Regions from separate parts of the Mus musculus genome. Here regions 2 and 3 are each linked to region 1. A link is a contact called in public Hi-C and HiChIP or PLAC-seq data. All regions are on one chromosome and are shown on one strand. The core of a region is the stretch at or near the end of the contact, and the rest is flanking DNA. Distances in the headings are between cores, read along the strand shown.

Region 1 (3,832 bases), core at 145-2,644:
GACAGACAGGAGCCTGGAGTGCAAATGCTCTTTAAATCACAGCTTTTCTTCTGCGCTTCAGTTTCCTCTTCAGCTAAAAGTGAATAAATACAGAATCTCCCAAAAGGTTGACACAGCAGATCAAAATAATTAGCAAATGCTAAGAACTGTCCGAACACACTGTGAAGCCCCAATAGCTATCAGCTGTTTGCTTGTTTGTTCTTTTTTTTTTTTCCCCTCCTCTGCAATTCTTTCCCTGTATTAGATACACCTGCACTCCTGGAAACACGTTTAGGTTATAAAAACCCACATGGAAGTTTAACTTAAGTTGGTGGCTCAAATTTAGCTCAAGTTTCAAAATATTGGTTGAAAGGGTTGCATAGCCATGTCTACTGCCTGTCATGCATGAAGCCCTGGGTCCACCACACCAGCACACCAAAAGCCAGGGGTAGTGGCACACACCGGTGATTCCAGCACCTGGAAAGTGGAGGCAGGAGAGTCAGAAATTCAAAATCATCTCTGACTGCATAGGAAGCCGTGGACCAGTCTGGTGTGTACACACACACACACACACACACAAGTCCGTGTCTTTCAAAAGTGTGATAAGACATCACACCGAGCCCCATGAACAAGGATCGGACGTCGTTTTAAAAATGATAAAGAGCTCTAATTTGACCAAACAAAAATCACCAGACCCAGCATCTCACCAGATGAGTCACCAAAGGAATGGCTGGCTGGCTGGCTGGCTGTGAAGTGTGCGGGGCAGAGCGTGGGGACCCGTGTCCTTCCTAATGGCTGGGAAAAGCCCGGAGAGCCACCGCGCTCGCTCGGGCCGACTGCTCTCAACGTCAATTAGACACTCGGTGCACGGAGCGTGGACCGACCGGAGCGGTCCGGGGCGGAGCACAGAGGTGCGGTAGCAGACGACGCCCCGGGATGCGGTAGCAGACGGCCCGGGATGCGGAGCCCGACCCGGTGCCCGAGGAGATGCACGACCCTGAGCAGGTGAGGCGGTTGCCCTGACGGCGAGCGGAGCGGACAGAAGCACCCCTGTACCCAGCGCGGGCCCCGGCCCCGCGCATCCCTCACCTCCTCAGACCCCGGCCCCCAGCGCCCCGCGTCTCCTCACACGCCCCGGCCCACGGCTCCTCGGACCCCGGCCCCGCCGCACTCACCGCCTTCTTCATGGTGGCCGCCATCTTGGACTGAACCACGGGGCGCGGGGGAAAACCACTCGGGCGTGCGTCACCCCCCGAGGTCCCTCTCGAGCCCTGCTGAGCCAGACTCCCCCCTAACGCACAGCACTATCTCAACACTGCTGCTATCTGTGTCTCTGAACTATAAATTCCCAGGGCAAGGACTCAGGAAAAAAAACTATGCCCTGGAAACACTTGGTATCTTCCAATTAAAGGGACAGGCAGCTTCCCTCTCGGCCGGCATAAATACCAAAAGCGGCCAATAGTCGGGCCCGAGATCCCAGCCACGGCCAGCAGGGGGAGCGCTGGGTACCACCCAGCTGTGTGGAATGGGAAGCTTAAGAAATTCTTTTTCCATTTATTCAACAACCTAGAGAGAAGCTAAGGAGGGTAAGGGCGTGGCTTCGGCAAAGTATTTGGTAAATCATTTGGTCAAGTATTTGCACTCAAGCATGGGGACCTGAGTTCGATCTACAGCCCCTACCACATAAAAACCCAGTGCTGGCGAAGCTACAAGCTGAAGGCCACTCTTGAAGTTGATCTTAGCTTGTATGCCACTGATCACTGCAGGGGACACTAGGGGATCAGCCAGGAATAGATGAAGCCAAAGGTAGGTGACACCCAAAAAGATCCAGAGCAGTGGTTCTCAATCTTCCTAGTGCTGAGACCCTTTAATACAGTTAAATGTTGTAGTGCCCCCCCCAACCATAAAAAGTAGTTTTGTTGCTACTTCATTATGTAAATTTGCTACGGTGCTGGGTCATAATGTCAATAAATATCTATTTTCTGATAGTATTAGGCGGCTTCTGTAAAGGGCTCCCGATCTATAGGTTGAGAACCACTGACCTAGAGCGCTATAACAAACTTAAATGCTTAGATAATAGCTTACTGGACGGTTGCTTGGCTATTTATATTTAGAGACAGGGTCTTGCAATGTAATCCTAGCTGTCCTGGAACTAGCTGTGTAGACCAAGCTGGCCTGAAACTCACAGAGATCTTCCTGCCTCTGCTCTCCAAGCGCTAGGATCAGAGGCGTGCTCCATCATGTGCAACTGAAATGAATTCTTTTATGTGTTTAAAATTAAATTGGTTCAGAAATATGTCTTCCACTCGCTCAAATATGTTAGCCTGGGAAGACTGCCCACACAGGGCCCAGTGGGCACCGAGCTTCCTTAGTAACCAGGGCCATTGTTAACTTCGGTAGCCAAGACTTTGCTCTCAGAAAGTCGGAGGTCTGAGGGCAGAAGAGCTTAGAGTATTGGGGTATGGGCCATTGTCTCATTTACCAAGGGACAGGGAGGACCAGGTGTGAGCCGCAGGACAGTAAAAGCACGGCTGGGCGCTCTTGCATCTCTGCCAGTCCCTCCTATGGCTTCAAGCACAAGGGCATGCCAAGGAGGGGAAGAGGGGCAGATCTCGCCTGTCTGCTTATGACGCAGTGGGTCTCAACCTTCCTAATGTGACCCTTTAATACAGTTCCTCACGTTGTGGTGACTCCCAACCATTAAATTATTTCATTGCTACTTTACAACAGTAATTTTGCTATTGTTATACATTGTAACGTAAATGCCAGACATGCAGGATGTCTGATACTTGACCTGGGTGGGAGGGCCATTCGACTTTCCAAAAGGATCACGGCCCACAGGTTGAGAACCGCTGTTCTAATGTATAATGCATGTGCCCATTTGGTTACAATCTATCTCCTATCGTTACAATGCAATCCTGCTCATTGCTTGCATACCATCAAGCCCTCTGGATATAATGAACTTGGACTCCACAGAGTGAAGTCCTAACACCCTCCTGAGGAAGGTTTGCCGTTTGCACTCTGCTACTTAGCAGTTGCACATACAGAGTCAAATCTCTGGACCTGGAATTACTACGGTGGCACCACTTTTGAGGAACTCATTTGTATATACCGCAAACCCCAGTCCTGAACTCTGTAACCCTTAGACCAGACTCAGAAGGGAGAGCTAGTGTCTGGCTGCAGTGGTCATGGAGAATCTGTAGTTAGTGGCATGTTGACTGGACCGAAAAGACACCAGACACTGGGGATGCTGCATGTCAAACAGATAAAGTACCCCGTCCCCCAGCACCTTGCTGTCTACTGACAGGAGACAGACCACAAACAACCCGTTAAATAAGGATAGTGTGTCAGAGAGGGTGGTTAGTGTAAATGTGGCTGACTGTCCCAGCAAGGGAAACACATGCAGCTTTCGTCAGGAGAACGCCACCAGAGAGGCACGAAAAAGAAAGAGAAAACAAATTCCATTGGAAGTGAATGTTGTCCAGGCTTGTCCTAGCTTTTAGACTGCGTCACACAGGGATGATGAGCATATTTGTCGTTTTGTGACAGTGTGTGTGCGCGTGCGTGTGCGCTCGCGCAAGTGCCCCTCCCCCAAGGTCCTGCGTTCCCTGGGGTTGAAGAGGAAAAGTCTGAGTGGCAGGAGCCACAGATCTCGCTAGCAGGAAGTAATTTGATCATCTGCCTGCAGGGGGCACCCAAGGACTATGACTGAATTCTCAGGCATCCAAGCCCATTTCCCAATGTTTTGGACGTCTTTTCATCTTATCCTGTTTGTATCTGACTCAAAGATGTTTGTAAGCTATTTTGTCCTGACAGGGTTTGAAATCCTCGTACCTCCCCACTGCACGTAGGA
Region 2 (3,658 bases), core at 981-3,480, 260 kb after region 1:
CAGACAGTGAGAGGACACTCTTGCATTGCTAGGTCATGCAACGATTTGCCGGTCTTTGCTCATCTTCTTCGTCGGTCTTCACTTCGAAGACAGAAATGTACCAAGAACTTCTTGTGGTATTTCTGCTGGCTCTGACTGATTCCGCCGACTCATACCAATTCCACAGAGCCTTGCTGTTTCTGCTGGATCCTGGATCGGGCCACCACTACTGATCTGTATTTAGTGTTTGGTGTTGAACTGGCATGCTGGTATCCTGACAACAAAGAGCGGAGTCACTGCAAGAAACTACTTCTAAACATGTCCACAACCCCCCTTTCTTACTAACCTTTTTTTCTTGCCTCTGGTTGGTGGATTAGAAAAGAGGTTTAACCATTTAAAAACTCTAAATAAAGTAGGTTTTGAAAAAAAACAAAACAAAACTAAGCCTACGGGAACTGAACTCTGGTTCCCTGCAAGAGGAACAAGTGCTCCTAACCACTGAGCCATCTCATCAGCCCCTGAGATAGTGAAGACCCACTGGGTTGCACACAATGACTTCACTAAGTGAGCAGATGCAAGCATTACATAACTTGTAAAGCTCCGTCTCAGGAATACAGCGAGACCTGAGGAGGAACCAAAGCAAGGAAAGAGAAGGGTTAAAAAGGACTCACTTGCCGGGAGGTGGTGGCGCACACCTTTAATCCCAGCACTTGGGAGGCAGAGGCAGGCAGATTTCTGAGTTCAAGGCCAGCCTGGTCTACAAAGTGAGTTCCAGGACAGCCAGGAATACACAGAGAAACCCTGTCTCAAAAAAAAAAAAAAAAAAAAAAAAAAAAAAAGAATCACTTGGCAGGTCCCTGCTGCTCACTCTGCCTCTCTTCATCCCTGCCCTGTCCTTCCTGCAACATGCATGGACCAACTCTCTACCACAGCATTGTCTTGGTGACAAACATCTGCCCCTCTGCCCCAGACTTACATACTACAGCCTTGGTCATACAAAGACAGAGAGACTGGCAATCCTTTAGGCAGATTCCATTCTCCCGAAAAAGGAGAATCCAGTGCACTAGCTCCCAGCATCCGTCAGCCATCGACAGCAAGGCAGAGCCATGGAGAACAAACACAGAATCTAAGAATGACTTCTTTTGAGACCGTAGACCTGGGCCAAGCAGGGGAGGGTGGAAGAAACTCATGAGTAGGGCTGATCATCTGATGGTGAATCTCTTAAGTGTATTTCCCTCCTTGTAAGAGGGGCAGTGAGATTGGGACTGGAGACGTAAGTCGGGAGCTTGCCAAATATTCATGAGGTCCCAGATCCTAACCCAGCACCATAAATAATAATCATAATCAGCATCATGACAATAATAAAACATCAAGTTCCTTCCATGGAGAAGGCTTGTCAGCAAGCTTGCTTCCCTGTGGTCATCCCTTTTCCTGGGAAACATTCCTGGATCCCCCAGGATCCCTCAAGATGACAAGGTTCCCAAGGGATTCAGCAACCCGACCTTCCCTGCACTTCTTCCTTGGCCCCTGAAATGCTGGCAATATCCCCACTAAAAATCATCTCTACAACAGACGTCCATTTTCAAATTGTGGGCTGCCTACTTCATTTAAATTGCTTTCTGTTCTACCTTCCTCGGAGCCCACAGGCATCTCTTGCAGACCAGGATCTTGTGCTCCTTGCCAGCCCTGTATGTCTGGCTCGAATTAAACTTGTGACCACCTAGTGGCCTCACAGAACTTCCCAGGAACTGCCGTCTGTCCATCACCCACTGCAGGCAGCAATAACGGATGTCGGAGTCCACACCAGTTCCTGGTAAATTTTCTTATTCCTTCCAGCCCTTCCCATGAGGCTTCAGGGACCGCTGGGAATCCTGAGTCTCTCATACAAATATTTGATCTCCCAGACATTTCACCAGTGGGTCTTCCGTCGTCAGCACTGAGTCAGCAGAGTGTCCAGAATAGATCAAAGACAGCCCCACAGTCTGTCATCGAAGACCTCCTGAGTTGCTCTGACTCAACCGGGATGCTATGAATTTTGTCCCTAAGACAGGAAAGGTGGTTGCCCAGATTGTTCTGTGTTTCATTTTTTTTAAAAAATAAGAACAGAAAAGATCTGCTAGGATCATAATCTAAGACATCAAGCATAGGGGAGCCCTCAGGAGCACTTCAAAGCAGTTAGCGAGGTGTGGTCATGTTTTTCTGCACCAGCTGGGAGGGATTCTGAGTCAGAGCTCCTGGATGTGTAACCAGGGTGGCAGAGCAATAAGAGTTACAGCTGGGATTCGAATGTAGGCTGGTGACTCATAGCCTAGAGGGTTCATCTCTATACTGAACCAGGAAGCTGCTTTCTTCTTCTTCTTCTTCTTCTTCTTCTTCTTCTTCTTCTTCTTCTTCTTCTTCTTCTTCTTCTTCTTCTTCTTCTTCTTCTTCTTCTTCTTCTTCTCCTTCTCCTTCTCCTTCTCCTTCTCCTTCTCCTTCTCCTTCTCCTTCTCCTTCTCCTTCTCCTTCTCCTTCTCCTTTTTCTTCTTCATCTTCTTCTTCTTCCTCCTCCTCCTCTTCCTCCTCCTCCTCCTCCTTCTTCTTCCTCTTCCTCCTCCTCCTCCTCCTTCTTCTTCCTCTTCCTCCTCCTCCTCTTCCTCCTTCTCCCTCTCCCTCTTCCTCTTCTTCCTCCTCTTGCTCCTCCTCTTCTTCCTCCTCCTCCACTTCTTCTTCCCCCTTTTGTTCCTCCTCTTCTTGCTCCTCCTTCTCTTGCTCCTCCTCCTCCTCCTTTTTCTCCTCCTCCTCCACCACTGCCACCACCATCATCATTCAAAAGGCCAGGAAGTGAATATCTCAGTTAGAGGGACCACACAGCCACACAGTGTGGGCCATGTAAACACTATATATCAATGGGTGAGGCCCTCTTCAAATACAATTTTGATAACAAAACAGGCAATAGAAATATCTAGTCCTAATCCCAGCATTTAGGAGACAGAGGCAGGAGGATCTCTATGAGTTCCAGGGCAGCATAGTATATATAGTAAGTTCCAGACCAGCCAGGGCTATACAGTGAAACACTGGAAGGAGTTGGAGGGTGGGGAGATAGAGGACAGACAGATGGACAGACAGGCAGAAAAAATTGGAGAAGGGAAGACAGACAGACACAGATCCTGTTCATTACCACAAAGCTATAAAAACAGGGAAAGGGGCTGCACAAACAGGGGAAGCAGGCACTGGGGCTGGGACTGTGTGTCAGGTTCTCAGAGGAATGACAGCTTGCTGAATGCTGCTGTTAGGGAGCTGGGGAAAGAGCATCCATGAGAAGAACAGGGAGATGCCAGGAAGGCTCAAAGAGGAGAGAACAGGGCTGCGGATGGAGAGTCATTGGTGCAGTTGGTAATTTCCAGGAGAGCCAGAGAGTGCTAACAGGGGCTTCATCTGCACAGCCAGCCTGCTTAGCCAACAAGCTATGAAGATGTAAATGAAAGCAGGGTCCTCGCCTCCCCAAGTTACTTCCTCTGGTTAAGGTGTCTATCACAGCACCAGGAAGGCAAACCAGGGCGCCCTCCTATGTCTTCTTGTCCCCTGAAAGGAAAAAGGAGTTTGTAACCAAAACAAAAAGCACAGAACTGCTCCTGAACCGTGCCATAGTTCAGTTTAAGTCACTGTCTTGACTCTGGGTGATACTGGGGTGACAGAT
Region 3 (3,979 bases), core at 1,331-3,830, 330 kb before region 1:
ATTTCTCCATTCTCAGTAATAATGCTATATTTCACCTATCTACTCCAAAGGAGACCCTGTGGCACTGGTCCCTCCTCCCGCTCCAGGGGCAGTCTGTCATCAGAAAATCGTCATATGGATTGTAACTTCCAGGGGGAAGAGGGGGTTTCCGTCTCTCTTCCCCACTGTTCTAAGCTCCCCTGCAGACAAAAGCCTTAAGGATTCTTTCATTTCCAAAACCCCAGATCAAATTATGGTCCAGCTTCTGGCCAGCATGCTGAATCAAATGCAACCCATCACTCTTCCTTAAGGAACACGACTCTGCTGAATTAATGTGTGGGACATGTGGGAAATTCTTCCAGGAAAGCAATGTATATGGGTTTGGTGACTGGTGATTGAGAAAATCCACCTCAGACCACAAAAATCCAGAAACAAACTGATAAAGGGAGCTGGCCAGGTACCATTAGGCGAGAGCAAACCAAATTTTTTTCAGTTACATATATTTTAGTGTATATGTGTGTGTGTGTGTGTGTGTGTGTGTGTGTGTGTGCATATGGAAATATATTTAATTACTATGAATATTTTAATTTAAAAATATTTACTTTATGTGTATGGGTGTTTTGTTTGCTGTGTGTGTGTGTGCTCCACATGCATGCCTAATGCCCTTGTAGGTCAGAAGAGGCCACTGTATCCCCCCAGAACTGGAGTTACAGTGTGTTATGAACCACCATGTGGGTGATGAGTATCAACTCTGAGTCCTTGTACCCCTAGCTGCTAAGACGTCACTCCAGTCCCCTACTATCCCTCTCTTAAAGAATGGGTAAAATCACACGCAGCAAGACTGACTGTAACGGGTTCTAGTATGGATTTATAGTCAACAATGGTAGAGTTTGTATCTGCCTGCTTTAAAGGATCTGATCCTCTGAAGCCTCTCCTTTCTATCTCTTGCTGAGAGTGTGAACACTGCCTTACTTACTGCCTAAGGTACGTTCATGTCTGAAAAACTGTGTAACGCCATGAAGAAGCTAAGCACGTATCCAGCTCAAGCTGTTGTTGTTTCTGAGTCTTGTCCAGGAGGCGCAATTAATGCCCTAGAACAAGGAAATATATTCCAGTCCAAGTTCATAGTTAGCCCAGTGCCACAGCTATATGTTAGGGCCCAATAATGGCAAATATTGCTTATATTAAATGTCATAAATGTGGGTTTATGAGAAGAGGGGAGAGAGAATTTGGTGTCAATCAGGTAAGCTTGAGAAGATAATGTCAGGGACGCTGATTATGGGATTTTAATCATTATGTTGTACCTATCCAATAAAGTACAAAAGGTGAGATCCTGGACACTTTTCCGTGATGTGTTTCATGAAGACATCTTATGCCACCACAAACTCCACTCTCAGCTCCTTTGCACGTAAGCCATAAAACCTTGATACCACTTCCTTGCACCAAGTTCTATTAGATTTTGTGATTTTTACACATCTCTCCCCATTCCACAAACACAGAGTATATGAATTTGTATTATTAAGAGGAAGAAGTAGTCTTAATTGACTCTTTAAGGGGAAGAAGTCACCTACTCTTTGCCCTGTCCCTTGAGGGCAAGAAGGCTCGGAAGAGGTGCTCCAGGGGCCTTGATCAGCTTGGTTTTGTTTTGACTAAAACTCATGGTAGAAAATGTGGTTTCAGTTATTACCGAATCCATGCATGTATTGATCTATGGATTGATCGATCATAGATTAGGCTCCATGATAAAGCTTCCTTCCTTCTTGGTCTTCGTCCTCGATGCTCATGTGACAGTAAAGAATACAATGCTCACAGGACAATGCTCTCTCTACATCATCACTCATCAACTGGCAAGAGCAACTTTGAAGAAAAAAGTGAAGCCCGGTGTGGTGGCGCACGCCTTTAATCCTAGCACTCAGGAGGCAGAGGCAGGCGGATTTCTGAGTTCGAGGCCAGCCTGGTCTACAAAGTGAGTTCCAGGACAGCCAGGGCTATACAGAGAAACCTTGTCTCGAAAAACCAAAAAAAAAAAAAAAAAGTGACCCTTTTGGACAATGCCTGAATGTTTGCTTGTTTATCTTGAGATAGGATGTCATCAGCGCATCCTATCCTCCAAGTCAATATGCATTCAACCATGAGAGCGCAAACTGCTGATCTCTCTCCCGCCTCTACCTCCGGAGTGCTGGTTTACAGGAGTGAGTCACGGTGCTCAATTTCAGCAAGTGGTACAGTGCAAACCCAAGGCTTTGTGCATGGGAGGTAAGCCTTCTACCAACAGAGCTATATCCCCAGCCTCATCCAATGTCTCCTTTTAAAAACATAGTGCAGATCCTTTCTTTAGTAGTAGCATTTAAATCTTTCAGATGCTGGGGTCAAAAACAAAGGACCAAAGCATAGCAAAATGGCTACGGCATCAAAACTTCACTCTTGGCTCGCTTTCACATCTCTCAGTAGAGCAGACACGCGGCGCGGCCTCTGGTTTGAATGTCGGAGTTTTCTTGTCTGTTTAGTAAATGATGTGTGACCTTTAGTTGTACTGTGCGGCCCACACAGTGGGGAACTGACAAAACCTCTGCTTCTCACACAATTCCCTTCCGGCCTCTTCTAATCTTGGTGCCCAGGCCCTCCCATCCTGCTTGCTTTGTCTGACTGATTGGCCTAGAGCTCTTTCATCAGCACCCTCTCAACACATTAAAATGTAGCTCTAGGCTTTGACAAAACAGCACAGTGGGGGGAGGGCCCAAGGCAATACAAGAAAAACACATCAGTCAGACTAATGGCCTTGCATAACCCAGCAGGGCAGGCAGGGCTGGTCAGCTCTCTTCAGAAAACACAGGCGAAAAACTTCCTCAGGGGTTCATGCATGCAGGAGCAGGAAAAGAGACAGAAGCAGGAGTGTTGGCATCATGTTACTCCCTTCCTCCCTTCCCTCCAGCCATTGGTTTTAGCTCGGATGCTCCTGGAAGGACATCTCTTCACATCTTCATCTCAGAGGGAAGGTAAGGACCACATCCCAGAACAATGTCACACGGATGCCAATCTGACTGATGATGTTGGAGATGGCACCTGTCTTGGGGGAGGAGCCTGGACGCACATTTGGGCTCGGAAGTGAAGCCAGTCTTGAGGTTCAGAGCATTTTAACACAGAGTGAGGAAAACTGGGACACCATCATTTCCAAATCCTGGTGGAAGAAGAGGATTTCGTTTCTCCTGAGCAGGTCTGTGTGCAAGACCCAGCATCCTATTTGAACTCCTCTGTTCAACATAGTGAAAAGGAAGGTACCCTGCCCACTTCCCTTCCCCTTCCTTGATAATAAGAAATGAACCGCCCATGAAAGAGTGAGACATTCGAGAGTGTTCAGTGGCTTGCATCGAGAGTACCAGTCGTGAGTGTCCAGGAGACGTCAACGCGGCTTTTGTTTTATTTATAGGCCCTTCAGTTAGAAGAGAGTCCAACTTCTCCGCAGTGTGAGCTCACCAGCGAGCGTGCATTTGGTGTGAGCTATGTGAAAAGCTATCACTTATTCTCCGAGTCTGTTCAGATGGTCTCACACCCCAAGCAAAAAAACAAAACAAAAACACAAAACAACAACAACAACAACAACAACAACAACAACAACAACAACAACAACAAAAAAACAAACCTTTTCATAAGTTTAGGGGAAGCATCTGTGCCGGGAACCTTTCTTGGCTTACCTAAAATTTCTTTTTAAATGATGTCAAAGGCCCGAGAGAGACTCTCTCTCCGGTCAGTAAAGAAAGGCATTCATGTGTGGAAATTATTTAGCACGTTCTGCCAAATGTCTCCTGAGCCTCTCTCACTCCTGCAGAGGCGAAGAAACCCGGGGTATTAATTTAAATCATTCGGAGGCGAGGTAGAGCCTGCCACCGAAGCATGTGAAGCCAGCAGCCCGCTCCAAACATAAAAGGGAAAGCTCACTGGACACCTGCCACCCTTCTGCGAACAATGGCACTTCTGGAAAGGATCCATAGGGACGTAGCTG

Evidence for each region. Hi-C and Micro-C count contacts between places; a contact is called where the count stands out from the background. HiChIP or PLAC-seq counts read pairs in DNA pulled down with a chosen protein or histone mark.
Region 2: a Hi-C map of tail fibroblasts shows a contact between it and region 1, with 8 times the contacts expected there. The contact joins the enhancer-like site here to the promoter of Pfdn4 in region 1. A contact is called at or near these places in 8 of 484 Hi-C or Micro-C datasets (the G1E-ER4 cell line, the MC38 cell line, the P5424 cell line and 3 more), 1 of 115 datasets of contacts at active chromatin or transcription factors (embryonic stem cells) and 1 of 9 other capture datasets (liver).
Region 3: a contact with region 1 is called in an H3K4me3 HiChIP or PLAC-seq map of embryonic basal ganglia, with 5 times the contacts expected there. The contact joins the enhancer-like site here to the promoter of Pfdn4 in region 1. A contact is called at or near these places in 2 of 39 promoter capture datasets (cranial neural crest and maxillary cranial neural crest), 2 of 484 Hi-C or Micro-C datasets (cortical neurons and embryonic stem cells), 16 of 115 datasets of contacts at active chromatin or transcription factors (craniofacial prominence, embryonic basal ganglia, embryonic forebrain and 7 more) and 2 of 9 other capture datasets (adipose tissue and embryonic stem cells).

Annotation. Positions count from the first base shown.
Region 1 is chr2:170,508,792-170,512,623 of GRCm38.p6, reverse strand. It overlaps Pfdn4 (prefoldin 4), which reads right to left and starts at 1,394. Exons shown (of 4, transcript NM_001110152.2): 1 at 1,155-1,394. The coding sequence starts at 1,178. Gm16796 (predicted gene, 16796) reads left to right here and starts at 697. Exons shown (of 3, transcript NR_040367.1): 1 at 697-1,785.
Region 2 is chr2:170,246,418-170,250,075 of GRCm38.p6, reverse strand. No RefSeq gene overlaps it. Among named protein-coding and RNA genes, the nearest start is that of Gm17619, 54 kb to the right of the region's middle. Within about 2 kb of position 2,230, at least 106 of the 459 cell types and tissues checked have an H3K27ac peak or open chromatin away from gene starts, as enhancers often do. A contact at or near this core is called in the MC38 cell line, myocytes and tail fibroblasts, where this site is marked.
Region 3 is chr2:170,837,007-170,840,985 of GRCm38.p6, reverse strand. The region is part of intron 5 of Dok5 (docking protein 5); the gene reads right to left. Among named protein-coding and RNA genes, the nearest start is that of Gm35033, 63 kb to the right of the region's middle. RefSeq lists an enhancer at 1,545-3,979. Within about 2 kb of position 2,580, at least 59 of the 459 cell types and tissues checked have an H3K27ac peak or open chromatin away from gene starts, as enhancers often do. A contact at or near this core is called in adipose tissue, embryonic basal ganglia, embryonic forebrain and 3 more, where this site is marked.